Regions from separate parts of the Gossypium hirsutum genome. Here regions 1, 3 and 4 are each linked to region 2. A link is a contact called in public Hi-C data. All regions are on one chromosome and are shown on one strand. The core of a region is the stretch at or near the end of the contact, and the rest is flanking DNA. Distances in the headings are between cores, read along the strand shown.

Region 1 (3,530 bases), core at 476-2,975, 150 kb after region 2:
TTAACTTAAAAAAATTAAAAAATAATAACTAAATAATTCAATAACTTTAAATGTAATTTACTCATAAATTAATATAATAGTATATATTTTAATTAATCTATAATTTAGTTCTAACTAGCAATCCGAATTCTCCCCTGGCGATTGCCCCAGCTAAATCTTTCTTTCGTGGTCCATCTACAGTATCCTAGCGCTGTCGTTGGGGCAACAGCAAGTGAGGCCAGATATATATATGCACAAGCACTTTTGTCAGCTTTGATTAGCCTGCAATATCTTCTCTGCTTCAGCTTTTTATCCGCAGCCATCAATTATACAGAAAATATTTGATATCATTAGAATTTTTAGGGTCCATAAATAAAATTAAAAATTTAACAAATATTTTATATGGATATAATAAATTTTTAAAAATATTTTAAAAAAGAAATATATAACAAAATTTTAAAACCATTTATAAAATTAAAAAATATCCTACCAATACATCAAATATTAACCATTAATATATTGAGTGAAGATATTTTTATAATATTAATTTTAAAGAAAAGGCATTCTCACCTTATTTCCTGTTGGTAAGATTGTTATATATTAATTTTGACCAAAAAATCGACATTCATGGTGACAACTGATGATGGTGGGAGCGGCAGCAGTAGTGCCAAATGGTGATTGATGGTCGAGCTTCACGTAAACGCCCTGACCGATACTGAACCAGCTTCTTAAATAGCGAAGGCCCCACGACCGAAACAAGTCATTGGCTAGAATGTTAATCAATGCGAAGCTAAAAGCATAACGTCTAAATATTTTGAGTTGCAACTCAATTTGCAACTACTTTCAATACAACTTACCAACAGCACAACACTAACTTAAACTACTTTCAAGAAAAACAAAACCTAGGTGGTTCCATTTTCATAACCAAATTATGAAAAATCTTCAAAACAATGTTGTACCTATGTTTTTTTTAAATTATTGTACCATTTTTATATTCCCCATATATGTTTACGCGGCTGAAAAGTTGTTTAAAAAATTGAACATATTTGTATTTGACTTTGAGTTCAAATATCATATACTTAGGCAAATGTCATCTTAATTATAATAGTGGATTTGACTGTAAAAGCAATATAAAATATTATCTTCAATGTATGTTTTAAAATTTAATGTTGATTCATTAGAACAGTATAAATCAAGACTCTAAAGTCCTATTAATAGAAAAATGAAATCATTACGAAACACAAAATAAATTTTGTAGTTGAGTACAAAAGTTTCTCCCTCCCCTTACACGGATAAGAGTAGATAAACATGAATTAATTGGAACTCTCATGTGAGAAAAAAATATTAAAGGTCTCAAGAAGAAAAAGATTTTATTTAACTGTTGTATATTACTAGCATTAATAGAAAATGAAATAATCTTGAGTCTCGAATAATTGATCATATTGTCAAAGTCGTTAAAGTGAAAATAAATCTTATAAGAAAGAGCTTTGATAATTTTGAGATCACATATTTAAATCTCACCGTATGCGTAAATTTAATCTAAAGTTATTAACGTGAATTGAATTCAATCAATTTATTAAATTAATTAATTAATATTTATAATAATTGACTGTAATAGTAAAATTGAACAAAACCTTAAACAAGTGTGAGTGTGAGTGTGAGTGTGAGTAAAAGCTTTGGTGATGTATACCGCAATATTGCCTTTTTTCTTTTTCTTTTGGATAAGTCATGTAAAGTAATATTCTGATATATCTTTACTTATGATTTCAGTTCACTTCTGCTGGTCCTGCTTCTCTAGTATTATAAACCCCAAAAGTAGAGAGATCTTCAAGCCTAAAGCCTTCCTCTCTGGCTCTGGGATTCTTTTCCTTCATATAATCTCCTAAACCAATTGATCACTGAAACCCCAAAAACAGCACCACCACCACAAGTTTCATCCCAAGATGTTTACCACAAGTCCTGATCATCTTCCCCATAATAAGAGTCTCGAAATTAAGCAAGATGACAAGTTCTTTTCCAGGCTTTTATCTAAGGAAAACTCTGTCGCCAATCCTTCTTTCAGGGTCTACTATGGCGGACTCCCCGGTGCTGTCCCTTTCATGTGGGAGTCTCAGCCTGGGACACCCAAATACACATTCTCTGATACATCCATTCCTCCTCTCACTCCTCCTCCATCATACTACTCCAACTCCAACTCCAACTCCAAACCCATCAAGAATAAGCACTCAAGATCTGGTCTTTTCCAGGCATTGTTCCCAAAGATTATCAGTTTGAAGAAAACCAGCAGTCTAGTGCCTACATCACCTCCTCCTTCTTCTTCTTCACCAATGTTTCTTGCAATAAGACCCGGAAAATACCAGAAGAGGAGTCGATTTTTGACCCCAGATGATGAAGTTGATACTGCAGCCATTGGATCACCAACTTCCACTCTGTGTTTCGATATTGGTAGGGGGAAGTATCGGTAAGCTTCGTGGATGATACGGCTGCTGAACATATATCGTCAGCTGTTTAGCATGGATCTGAGTAAACATACAGATTTGATGGATGAGAATCTCTCTCACGTTTGTGTTCATTTACTTTGTAATTGCAACCATCTAGGAATGTATTTTAGTTGGTCTATGGTTAGTTAAAGCTGTGAAAACACCCAAAACTGCAGAATTTGTGGTACTAAATCATTACTATTGCCGGAAAAAATTAGTTGTAATTTTCTAATAATGTCTAATAATGAGTATAAAATTTTGCATTTAAAGAGTAACAAAGCCCAATGAACTTATTAATCATATGTTTTTATATGAGAGAGGTACATTTACCTTCCTTCATAGTCTCCGTTATTATGTTACAAACATGGGGTTTAATGGATCCACCCCCACATATATGCTTAACTCTTACATTCTATGCAACATTCAACAATACATGCGCATCATTTTTCCAACTTTAAAAAAAGAAGAAAACACGTAACTGTTGAGAGGAATTTAAGTCTCTGATTGATTCGGAGAGTTTATTGAGAGTGCTTAAAGCTCATTAAGGAAAAATTTTAAAATTTGGTTTTAGTGAGATTCAAATCCATGCAAGGATCTTAGTAGATAACAACGCTACAACTCGGTTCACTTCAGAAACTGAAATATCTAGTTAATCCTAAACTAAATAAGGAGGGGAAAATGTTATATAACAGCCCCTGAAACTCGAAAGAATTCATAGACAAATTTCAGCTACAAATTTTAATATTTCTTAATTTTCTTAAATATTTTTAGGATTTAAGATTATTGTTTAGAATTTAACCATATTTAAGGTTTAGGTTTTATTTTTATTTCTTTGTTTCTTAATTTTTTTTTGGTTTTTATGATTTTTTAATAATTAAGTTCAATGTTTAGAATTTTATAAAAATATTTAATTGATTCTTAGAATTATATTAATAATAAAATATATGCATTATAAGTGAAGAATATTACATCATAAATAATAATTAAATACAAAATTCTAGTATTAAATCTAAAACAATTAACAACTTATATTTGGCAGTAAATTTTAGGGACAGTTAGGGAAGTGTTTCC
Region 2 (3,219 bases), core at 264-2,763:
TTGCTTCTAGGATGGAAAGATCAAGAATCGTTGTAACGACATTGACTTGAAGGTTTGGGTGTTCGGAGCCTACGCCCGAACCTAAATATCTGACAAGGACCGGAATTGCGCCAGCTTCAGCGATGCAGGCTCGGCTGTCGGAGTCAGTTTTAGCCAGGGCTCGAAGCTCATAAGTGACGGCGTTAGCTGCCTCCATGGATGGAGAAACCGAAAGTTTGTTGACCAAAAAGTACACCGTCATTTTCGTAGCTTCAAAGGCGGCTTTGGTGGCTTTGACGCCGCTAACTTTCTCGTTACTTCCCACGGTTTCAAATGGGACTCTCTGTTGGCGGCACCACATGGCTAGAAGATTCCTCAAAGCGCGGTTAGGGATTAGATTGGTGTGGGCCAGGGTCTGACCAGTGTTTGGACACGTGTTGTGTCCAGATTCAATCCACTGATTAATCGATTCCCGATCGTACGTCTGTCCAGAGGCAACGACAACTGGGTCCCGCATTAACTCTAAGCTTATCGGGCACCGAAAGTCCGCCGGAACAGCAATATCCGACAATGAATTCCGCCGGCGATGGTCTGGTTCCAGTTGCGTCGTTGAAGATCCAAATAGAACACATTTAGCATAACGAAGGAGACCGATCAAAGAAGCAATATCTATTTTGGACTTTTCATCGATTTGGTTCTGGATTTCATCTTGGAGACACTCGATTTCTTCTCTACAACTTGATTGGTCGCGTAACCCTAAATTATCCAGAATCTGTTTAAGCTTTAAGTGATGAGGGACGATCTCTTTCTTAATCTGATGGAGCAAAGCTAGAACATCTCGCCTGAGAGAATCTTCTCTGGGATCTACCGATGGTTTAGATTGGGAGCAGTGTTTTCTTACCAAAACGAAAAGCTCCTCCACGTCTTGACTCAAATCCAATTCATTGACAGGGAAGATATTGAGGAGAGTGGACAATTCGAGGGTGAGCTCGTGGAAACTGTTGGCCAATGGTTGGATTCGCATGAGCAACCACATCTTGCTTCCGTTGCAACAGTCTTCCATTAAAGTCTTTATTCTCTGGAAAACTATGTACATTTCTTCGAAGCAGAGGAGGATCGAAGGAGAGAAGGAGGTGGAAACTGGGTTGCGAAGAAGCTCCTCGAATACGATAGCGAGAAGCTTCGACTTGTTTATGGTGGAAAGGGACTTTTGTATCAGGAGACATTGAAGAGGTTTGAGGGCGGAGATTTCTTGAGACAAAGAAAGAAGAGACTTTACCAGGTTCAAGTCTGCAAATTTCGGAGATATGGAGGAGCCCGTAGACGGCCAACGCTTTCTTGGCGGGAAAACCCGAGGAGAAACGGCCATGAAACACAAATTAATAACTCTTACAAAAGAATTTCTGCAACACAGATATCTAAGCTAATGGAATGTGAAATTTGGTAGCCTTTTTTTTGGCTTTGAATTGAAGAAGAAGATATAGCAGTAGTTGATTACAGATACAACAAGTTGGCCCGTTGCATTTCACGCCCCCTTTTCATTTTTTAAATGATAATAATCTATTTTTATACTTATTATAAACTCTATGATTAGTTTAATTAAGTTTAATTCCAAACCACAAAAAAGTTAGCTTTAAAATTACAATTACTTTAATTTTTGTAAAAAAAAAAGTTTGAAATTTGTGATGATATATAAATTTAACTAATTTATACTTAATATATGCATTTTTTTATTTTCACTGAAATTTAAATCTATATATTAAAATTAATATAATACAAAAAATAACAAATAATTCTCCTTTTAAAAACACTTTTTTTCTTTCAAAACAACCCTCTTCCCTTTTCATGCCACATTAACTAAAATTTATCGATAAAATTCTTATTGGTGAAACTACCTAATTTAAATAATTATCTATTGAATAACTTATATTCAAATCATCTTAAAAATATAATTTTAGACCTCATTAAAATATTGTCACATCATTCATTTTTAAATATATCAAAATATTATCATACTCGCGTCTATATATAATATCTTTTTCAATTTAAGTTTTATTTAATAAATTATTGAAAATTAATTAATTTTTGCACATATTTGATAATCTAAAATTAAAGCAATATGATAATTTTTTTCTATAAAAAAGTATAGAAAATAATAAATAGATAAGAGTTACTTATAACTTAAAGGAGAATATTTTCAATTATTTTAATTTATTTTATTTACGTTCAAAATTTTAATTTTTGTTTAGAATAAGGTGAAATGCTTAAAAATTAAAGATAAAATTCATAATATAATTTTTTATAATTTAAAATTTATATTTACCAATCACTCTAATTATATCACTAATCAATTTTAAATAATATATCAAAGAAAATTTTTCAGCATTTAATTTTTTTAGTTTATCAGACTTTAATTAAAATACTTAAACTAATTAATTATTTAAGTAATAAAAACATATTTTCTTCTTTTTACAATTTTTAATTTTCTTTTCAAAAATTAATTTTATTTTTATTTTTATGCAATCAATTTTTTAAAAAAATAATAGTTTTTAGGCAGTTGATTTTTTTTTCATTTTAAATTCTATTTCATTTTTTAAAATTTTTTTAATCAAATAACAAAATTTGATAATACAATTAGTGGTCACTATAATTTTTCAATTTCCTACTAAATTTTTTTTAGTTTTTTGTATTTTTAATTTTTGGTTTCATATTTCTCTATTTTCTTTTATTTTTAATTACTTATTTCAAGTTTTTAAAATGTTTTCTTATGATTTTTTCTCAATTTTAATTATTTTTATATAATTTAATTAAAATTAAATTAAGTTAAGAGAAAATATCATATATAAATTAAATGCAAGTATAATATTACTTATATATATATATTTAAAATTTAATAATATGAAACTATTTTATTAATATTTAAGATGATATTAATTAAATTATTTTATTATTAGATATATATTGGAAACAGAACATTTTAATTGTCGTGTTGCATGGTTTTAGTGTATGAAAAGAAAAATGTATTAGATTGGGAAGGCCGTTTACCAGGTCAGAGAATAAGTATTATAATCAACTTGCCTTTTACAACATTGCCGGCTGGCTCCCTTTTCTGATTTTTCAGCTCATTACAATGGAGTGATAAATTTGTTTTAATTATATTACTAATAGAACTGAGAGTGGAGAATATGCAAGAAAGATAAGTGTTGAATTGAGTGTACCAGCAGCCGGCAGGTAGGCCAC
Region 3 (3,398 bases), core at 147-2,646, 160 kb before region 2:
CATAAATTTTGTGATGATTCGTTAATAATTTGTTTAAGAAAGTAAAATTTAATAATATATTAGTTTAATTTTAAAAAACATAATAATTAATATTAGATTGAATTTAAATAAATAATATTGTGAAATTATTTTTAAAATATAAATATTGTAATAGAAAATTATGTGAAATTTTATTTTTATATATAGTTTCTAATTTAACATAGATTACTATTAAATTTAAATGTTTTGATCATTAAATAATTTATTGTAACATTGTTTATATTTTAAATATCTATTTCAATTTCAATAATGTATCTAATTTATAAAAATAGTGATAAATTTAAAATAACTGTTTTAAATAGTTTTAAATTAAAATATTGCATATAACTAAATTGAAAGGAATTATTATAAAAATATAGCTTATAAAGCACCATTAAAAATTATATAAAACATGACGGAGGGGTTTTGTTGCAATTTTCTCCTCCACTAATGTTTACATTCTTTCTTTGCTACTTGTCAAATTTTTATAATGTAAACAAATTTTTTTTATAGAATACTGTAAATACATTAAAAACTTCATAACCTTATTATATATGTATGATAACAATTTTTTTTTAAAAAATCAAACTTTTAAAAATAAATTTTCAAGTCATAATTAAATTAAAATCTTTAAAAACTTGATAAATACATATTTTTTAAGAAATAATTTCAGTTGTAAAATTGTTTTAAAATATTAAAATTTTTTATTGAAATTGTTAAAAATTTACAACATTTTCCAATAACGATAACATTAAAACTATTTAACAATACCAATAATTGTTTTAGGTTAAAAAAAATGTTTCTATAATTGCTTTAGATAATAATAAAAAGTTCTCTATTCGAAATAGTAATAAAAATGAAGTGTTTTGAGAAGTATGTTGACTAATTCATCATCTATTAAAATGATTTTATAGCATTTTGTTTTATATATAAATTTTATAAAAATCAAAACATTGCTTTTAAAAAAATTAAAATTAAAATTTATTTAAAAAACAAAATTAAAAAATAAAAAGCCTATATTAATTCACAATTTTAAAAATGAAATATAAATCATATAAGAAACAAATATATAATTACTGTGTACTTTAATAAATATGATGATATTTTTTTTTGTAATGATATTTTAATACTGTTTAGAAATTATTTTAATATCACATATATATATATTTGAGCGGCAATATTTCTCAAAATTTTATATTATCTATAAATTTGTTAAATATTTTTTTATACAGGATTATACTGTTTGAACCGGTGTAACATTGTTTAAATATAATAAATTTAAGCAATGCAAAAATGAGACTATTTTTATTTTTATTTTGTTACATCTGGTTTAATTATAATGTAAGCATTATTAAGGGTCATTAATTAGACTTTGTCAAATTGCGTCAGCTGAGCTGTGCTAAGAGGGCAGCGCACTGTACCAAATACAAACTGTCATCAAATCAGCTTCTCATCCTCTTTTTTTTTTTTTGTATTGTTTCAGTTTCGCCACCAACCCTTCATCGCCATACTTGTTTTCTTCTTCTTCTTCTTCTTCTGCAACTCTGTCTTTTGATCTTTCAGTTTATCTAAACCCCTAATTTATATTCTTGGGATAGGTTTCTCCACCACAAATGGTGATGTCAAAGCGTAGCCATAGGTTTTTCAAGTTTAGAAGTCTAGTTTCTTCCCGAAATCAAACTCCCACTTACCAAAATCTTCTCCGGTTTTAGAATCTTTGTTCATCCACTTAACTCAGGATTCGACACCATTTGCATAATCAAAAGCCTTTTTTTTGTTTTTTAATTTACTATATTGGCTGATTCCAAATATTCTCTCTTTTCCCCCTCTCTATCGATCCGAACCATTGTTTTTGGCTTTGGGTTCTTTTCTTTTTGCTCTAAAAATCTTCTTCGACAGTATCTCTAGACTTATATATATTATTGAATCTCGTGTTTCGCTTTCCAAAAGACTAAATGGTTTCCAAGAACTACTACGACTTCTCACATGCAGTTGTGGAAATGGCTTGGATTATGCTTAGCGTCGATTACTCAAGGCTCTTTTGGTTATTATTTGGTGTTTTCTCCTACGAAAATCATGAAGGAAAGCCTCGGATCATCTAGCACACCATAAATTTTCTTTGTTTTTTTCCACTCCCCGTTAATTCCATTTGCTGCCTTGTTCTTGAGTTATTCTATAATAGCTAGATAAAGTTTAGTATTTTTGTTCTCAATATATATATAGATATTAGAATAAGCCCCCGAGAGGTTTCGGACGGTACCTGATTTCTCAGACCATGTACCAAACACGTCTAGGGGGATGTGTTGATGGAGTTAAATCCCAGCATGGATACGTTGAAACCGATCCCTCTGGTCGGTACGGACGTGTAAGCTTTTCTTCATTCACTTTAAAATCCTTTTCTTCATTCACTTTAAAATCCTTTTTACCTTTTCATTGATGCATGAATTCCAATATCAAACTTTCAGTAGGAATAACTCTAATATCTTTTGCAATGATAATGGATAATTACATGCCATGTTGACTTTTCTTTTTGAGATGTGGGGTTTTGGTAATTCTTTGATGTTATGTTAGGATGAATAGTCGGAGATCTCAGAAATTTATTTGATACTGTATGTATATATAGTATGTGATTAAAGATGTTCTATAAGATTATTTATAAAATGGAACTTTGTTTGATCCATTCCTTTGGTCAACGGCCTTTCGATATGGTCGTATGGAGATTCTTTCAAATTTCCTGTAAAATCTGGGAAATAGGTTTTGATGATCATATCAAATATTTATATGCATTGTTTAAGCTTTAAAATGATTGAAACTGTGACTGTACATGGGAATTTTGTCTGCAGTTCAGAGAGATTCTTGGTAAAGGAGCTATGAAGACAGTGTATAGGGCATTCGATGAGGCCCTTGGAATGGAGGTGGCCTGGAATCAAGTGAAGCTTAACGATGTCTTCCGTTCACCGGAGGAATTGCAGCGTCTTTATTCCGAGGTCCACCTTCTCAAGAATCTTAAACACGATTCCATTATTCGATTCTACACATCTTGGGTTGATATCAATCGTAGAACTTTCAACTTCATCACTGAGATGTTCACATCTGGCACACTTCGAGAGTAATATAAGACTTTCCTATCTATTGAAAAAGTTACATTCCTGTTGTTTTAGGTGTAAACTTTTGCATGTTTGATGTAAATATAGGTATAGACAGAAATACCCGCGCATCGACATGCGAGCGGTTAAGAGCTGGGCTTGCCAAATTCTGCAGGGTCTAGCTTATCTACATGGCCATGATCCTCCGGTGATCCATAGAGATCTTAAGTGTGACAATATCTTTGTCAATGGCCACCTTGGACAGGTCAAGATCGGCGATCTTGGACTAGCTGC
Region 4 (3,525 bases), core at 753-3,252, 230 kb before region 2:
CGATTCGATTAACTCGAAATTTGAATATTTTTTTGAATCGAATCGAGTTTTGCTCACCCTAGTCTCCTTTGCTTTAAATGAAAATATAGGTTTCAAAGTACATTCTCCTACGCTTCTGAGAACTTGAAGGCAGACTAAATTCAGAACTAGACAAACAATGCGTGTGTGGAAGAGAGATTTCAACAACAAACAAACTGACCAGGTGTATCTGACAAGCACATGTTTTGGCCAATGTTGAGGATCCCAGAATTGTTTACGAATATTTGGATGAATTTCAACATCTGTAGAAGACAAACATAATCAATTCCCAGTCACCCACCGGAAAATAAATAAATGAATAGTTATGATCTCTTTGAAGTACTGGATGTGCTACTCTGAAAATAATGAATATGAAGAAATCTCTGCATACAATTTCACAGATGCACAAATGATGCACAACACAACAAAGCTGTGAATCTATTTACAAAAGCAATAACTCTCACATCTCTCCTGATCCAAAAACAAATTTGACCACAACTTTGCTGCAAGCTATCAATTAATAATTAATTTTTCTAAAATGGCATTGCTTATTTTGATTCATCAATTTAATTTTCTTTTTTTTTCACATTTATTATGGGATTAGTTGGGAAAATTATTCGTAGACTATTATAATTTCCTAATACACTCTCACATGTTTCTCTATTTGTTAGCAAACTAGTACCACACTGAAACATATAGATAAGACTACATACAGTGATGAGGCATATCTACAATTTTAGCAGTGACACCGTGCAAATCACCACCTGAGTACCTCTGAACGACAAAGAAACCACAAGAACTCAGTCAAATCAAGCAAAATAACTAGACATGTATCAGTCAAGAAGTTACGATTTCCAAAAGGAAAGGGGTAAAAGCTACAAAAATATCTTACCAAATGCATGTCAATCATTGGAACTTCAGAACTTTTACGATTTATAAGAAAAAGCCAAGGAACAAGAAACTTCTCCTTCCCAACTTGGAATGATCTAGACGTGAGTCAAACATTGTAAAACATGGATTACTATAATAATTTCTAAAAATATTGAACTTATGAACTATAAAAACATTTTATACAGAAGCAAAAGATAGTTGCTAAGAAAAACTATTGGCCTTAGTTTATGAGAAAAAATTAGGAGTGGAAAGCAAAGGATAAGAATATACCAGAAAATGAGCCCAGAAGTTAAAGCTCAGGTCTGAATCTCAGACTCATTATTCGGAGTATGAAAAACGCTTACTCGAAAAAAAGCTGAATGAAAATACATTTTTGGACTCAAAAACATTTCATTCATGAATCTGAGTAATTAAATTCGATAGTTTCAGTTTTCTCTTCGTTTAGCTATGAAACCCTAGCATTTGCAACTAATGCCAAAAAAAAAAAGAGGTTGTATTAAGAAAATCATAAATTTGAATAAAGTCTTACATTTTATATGGATCAGCTCCCGTGTAACCAGTCGGCTTTGCTATAGGAATTAACACCTGCAAATTAATTTATATATAAATGAAAATTTCAAAAAAGAAACAGAAATGGGGAAGATTGAAAAAGAAGAAAAATACCTCCCGATTAACGGCAAAAATTGGGCAATGTTTCCCGATCACGTCATGCCAAACAGTTCTAGACTAAAATTAATCAAATTCAGAGATCTTAACTTCAAAATTAGATTAAAAAATTTTTAAAAAAAAGAAAGGAAAAGAAAAGACAACTGACGGAATGGTATTGACCCATCTTGCTCATCGGAACTATGTCCCCTGGCCTGTAAGCAACGGAAATAAAAGGAAGACAAAGTAACAGGAAAACTAAAAGACACAGCGACGCCATTATTCTGCAATGTTCTCGTCAGCCGCGTTTCTTCTCACCGCCGAGAGAATTCCGAATTACTCAACACTTGTTTCTTTTTTTATTCATTTCTAACTTTTGCTTCGATGGAGTCCACCCAGGCCAGGGGCCTGAGCCTGTTACGGAATACGGGCCAGCAGTTATACTTTCCTCGATTCGGTCCAAAAATAATGTTCATACATAATAAAACATGTGTTATTTTTTTTAAAAATAAAATGATTTAGAAAGTGAAAAACTGACCAAAAATTTATAATTAAAAAAAGTAACAAATGTCGTCAATATTTCATGCCTTTAGCTTTTTATATGAATATTTTTTTTTTAACATTACATGAAAGTTTGTTTTATAAGCAATATAAAATCACCTTTCAAAAACATACACACTCAATTCACCTTTCAAAACTACTTTCTATATTTGCATATCCATCATCCTACGTTTTTCTAAATATTTACAAAATAGTTATTAACATAACATCATAATGTTAAAGGTGTAATTTTCTGACGAAATTAATTGTTAGCTTATATGTATCCAAGGAAAAATTTTATATTATTTAATTTATAAAGAAAGTTTTTACAATATTATTTTAATGAATTATCTAAAAAGAAAAACCAAAATTTCAATATATATATATATATAAGTTTTAAATCATTACTAGATTTTATGATATATTCATGATATGCCTAAAAATTTATGTATCAAATATATTTATTAAAATTTTATATAAAATTAATTGATATTTCGGTTACAATAGTAAAGTAAATATTCATTAAGTATGTTGTATTGAGTTCAAATCTCATTAGGATAATTTTTTATTTATTTGTCATATATAAAAATAAAAACACTCTTGTAAAAATGTATCTTAATTTATATATAAAAGAGTAATTTAATAATTTCACAACTAAATTAATATGATATTAACTTAATAAAAAACTTAATATAAGTAAGTATGATATAAATACATAAAATCCAATGTGGGCAAAAAAAGGTATCTTATGTAAACAATTCATTTAAGACAATAGAAAAGTTTTAGATGAAATTATAAGATGTTTACGAAATTTTTGTAATAAATTTATTATATATAAGTTAAATAACAATATATTGTAATAGGAAATCCTACTTGACTCATCCTTGCAACTTCTATTACTTTTTTCTTATGAATAAATCATTATAAAATGCGTAAACTATCAAAATAGTTATGTTTATTTGTTTCAAGTTATATTTTAGTCATTTATATTTGAAATGTTACGTTTTAATCATTTACATTAACGTGCTATAACATTTTAGTCATTGAGTTGTTAATTGTCATTAACAGTGTAACGGTAAGTTGACGTGGCACATTAAATCATTATTTCAAACAAAAATTTTAGATTAAATTATACAATTGATTCATATTTTTTTAGTTTTGAGTAATTTAACTTTTTTTTTCTTTTATGTTCTTTTAACTTTTTTTTTCATTCTTTTCTGCTTCTCCCTCTATTTTTTCGCATTGCAAATGCTTGAGCAACAGCAACTATATTTCTAATATATTTCTTCTCTTGAAGCTATTTTTCCATATAATTCTTCAATTGGATGCATGCATGCAGAATCTTACTTCACTATCAGTGGGGAACATTGAAGATGATATCCATTTTTATATACATGCTCAATGCCTATGATATGCATGGAAGACTGAATA

Evidence for each region. A called contact is a pair of places that touch in the nucleus more often than the background predicts.
Region 1: a contact with region 2 is called in a Hi-C map of leaf, with 2.4 times the contacts expected there. The contact joins the promoter of LOC107896757 here to the promoter of LOC107896754 in region 2. A contact is called at or near these places in 6 of 34 Hi-C or Micro-C datasets (anther and leaf).
Region 3: a contact with region 2 is called in a Hi-C map of leaf, with 2.5 times the contacts expected there. The contact joins the promoter of LOC107896751 here to the promoter of LOC107896754 in region 2. A contact is called at or near these places in 8 of 34 Hi-C or Micro-C datasets (callus, hypocotyl, leaf and 1 more).
Region 4: a contact with region 2 is called in a Hi-C map of leaf, with 2.9 times the contacts expected there. The contact joins the promoter of LOC107896750 here to the promoter of LOC107896754 in region 2. A contact is called at or near these places in 8 of 34 Hi-C or Micro-C datasets (anther, callus, hypocotyl and 3 more).

The regions. Positions count from the first base shown.
Region 1 is chrA10:86,034,303-86,037,832 of Gossypium_hirsutum_v2.1, reverse strand. LOC107896757 reads left to right here and starts at 1,725. Exons shown (of 1, transcript XM_016822023.2): 1 at 1,725-2,652. The coding sequence starts at 1,923. The coding sequence ends at 2,444.
Region 2 is chrA10:86,182,048-86,185,266 of Gossypium_hirsutum_v2.1, reverse strand. It overlaps LOC107896754 (U-box domain-containing protein 16), which reads right to left and starts at 1,513. Exons shown (of 1, transcript XM_016822019.2): 1 at 1-1,513. The coding sequence starts at 1,348.
Region 3 is chrA10:86,343,454-86,346,851 of Gossypium_hirsutum_v2.1, reverse strand. It overlaps LOC107896751 (probable serine/threonine-protein kinase WNK5), which reads left to right and starts at 1,396. Exons shown (of 7, transcript XM_016822015.2): 1 at 1,396-2,383; 2 at 2,862-3,127; 3 at 3,213-3,398. The coding sequence starts at 2,294.
Region 4 is chrA10:86,415,965-86,419,489 of Gossypium_hirsutum_v2.1, reverse strand. LOC107896750 reads right to left here and starts at 2,002. Exons shown (of 9, transcript XM_016822014.2): 1 at 1,724-2,002; 2 at 1,573-1,635; 3 at 1,439-1,494; 4 at 911-1,004; 5 at 732-792; 6 at 200-281. The coding sequence starts at 1,834.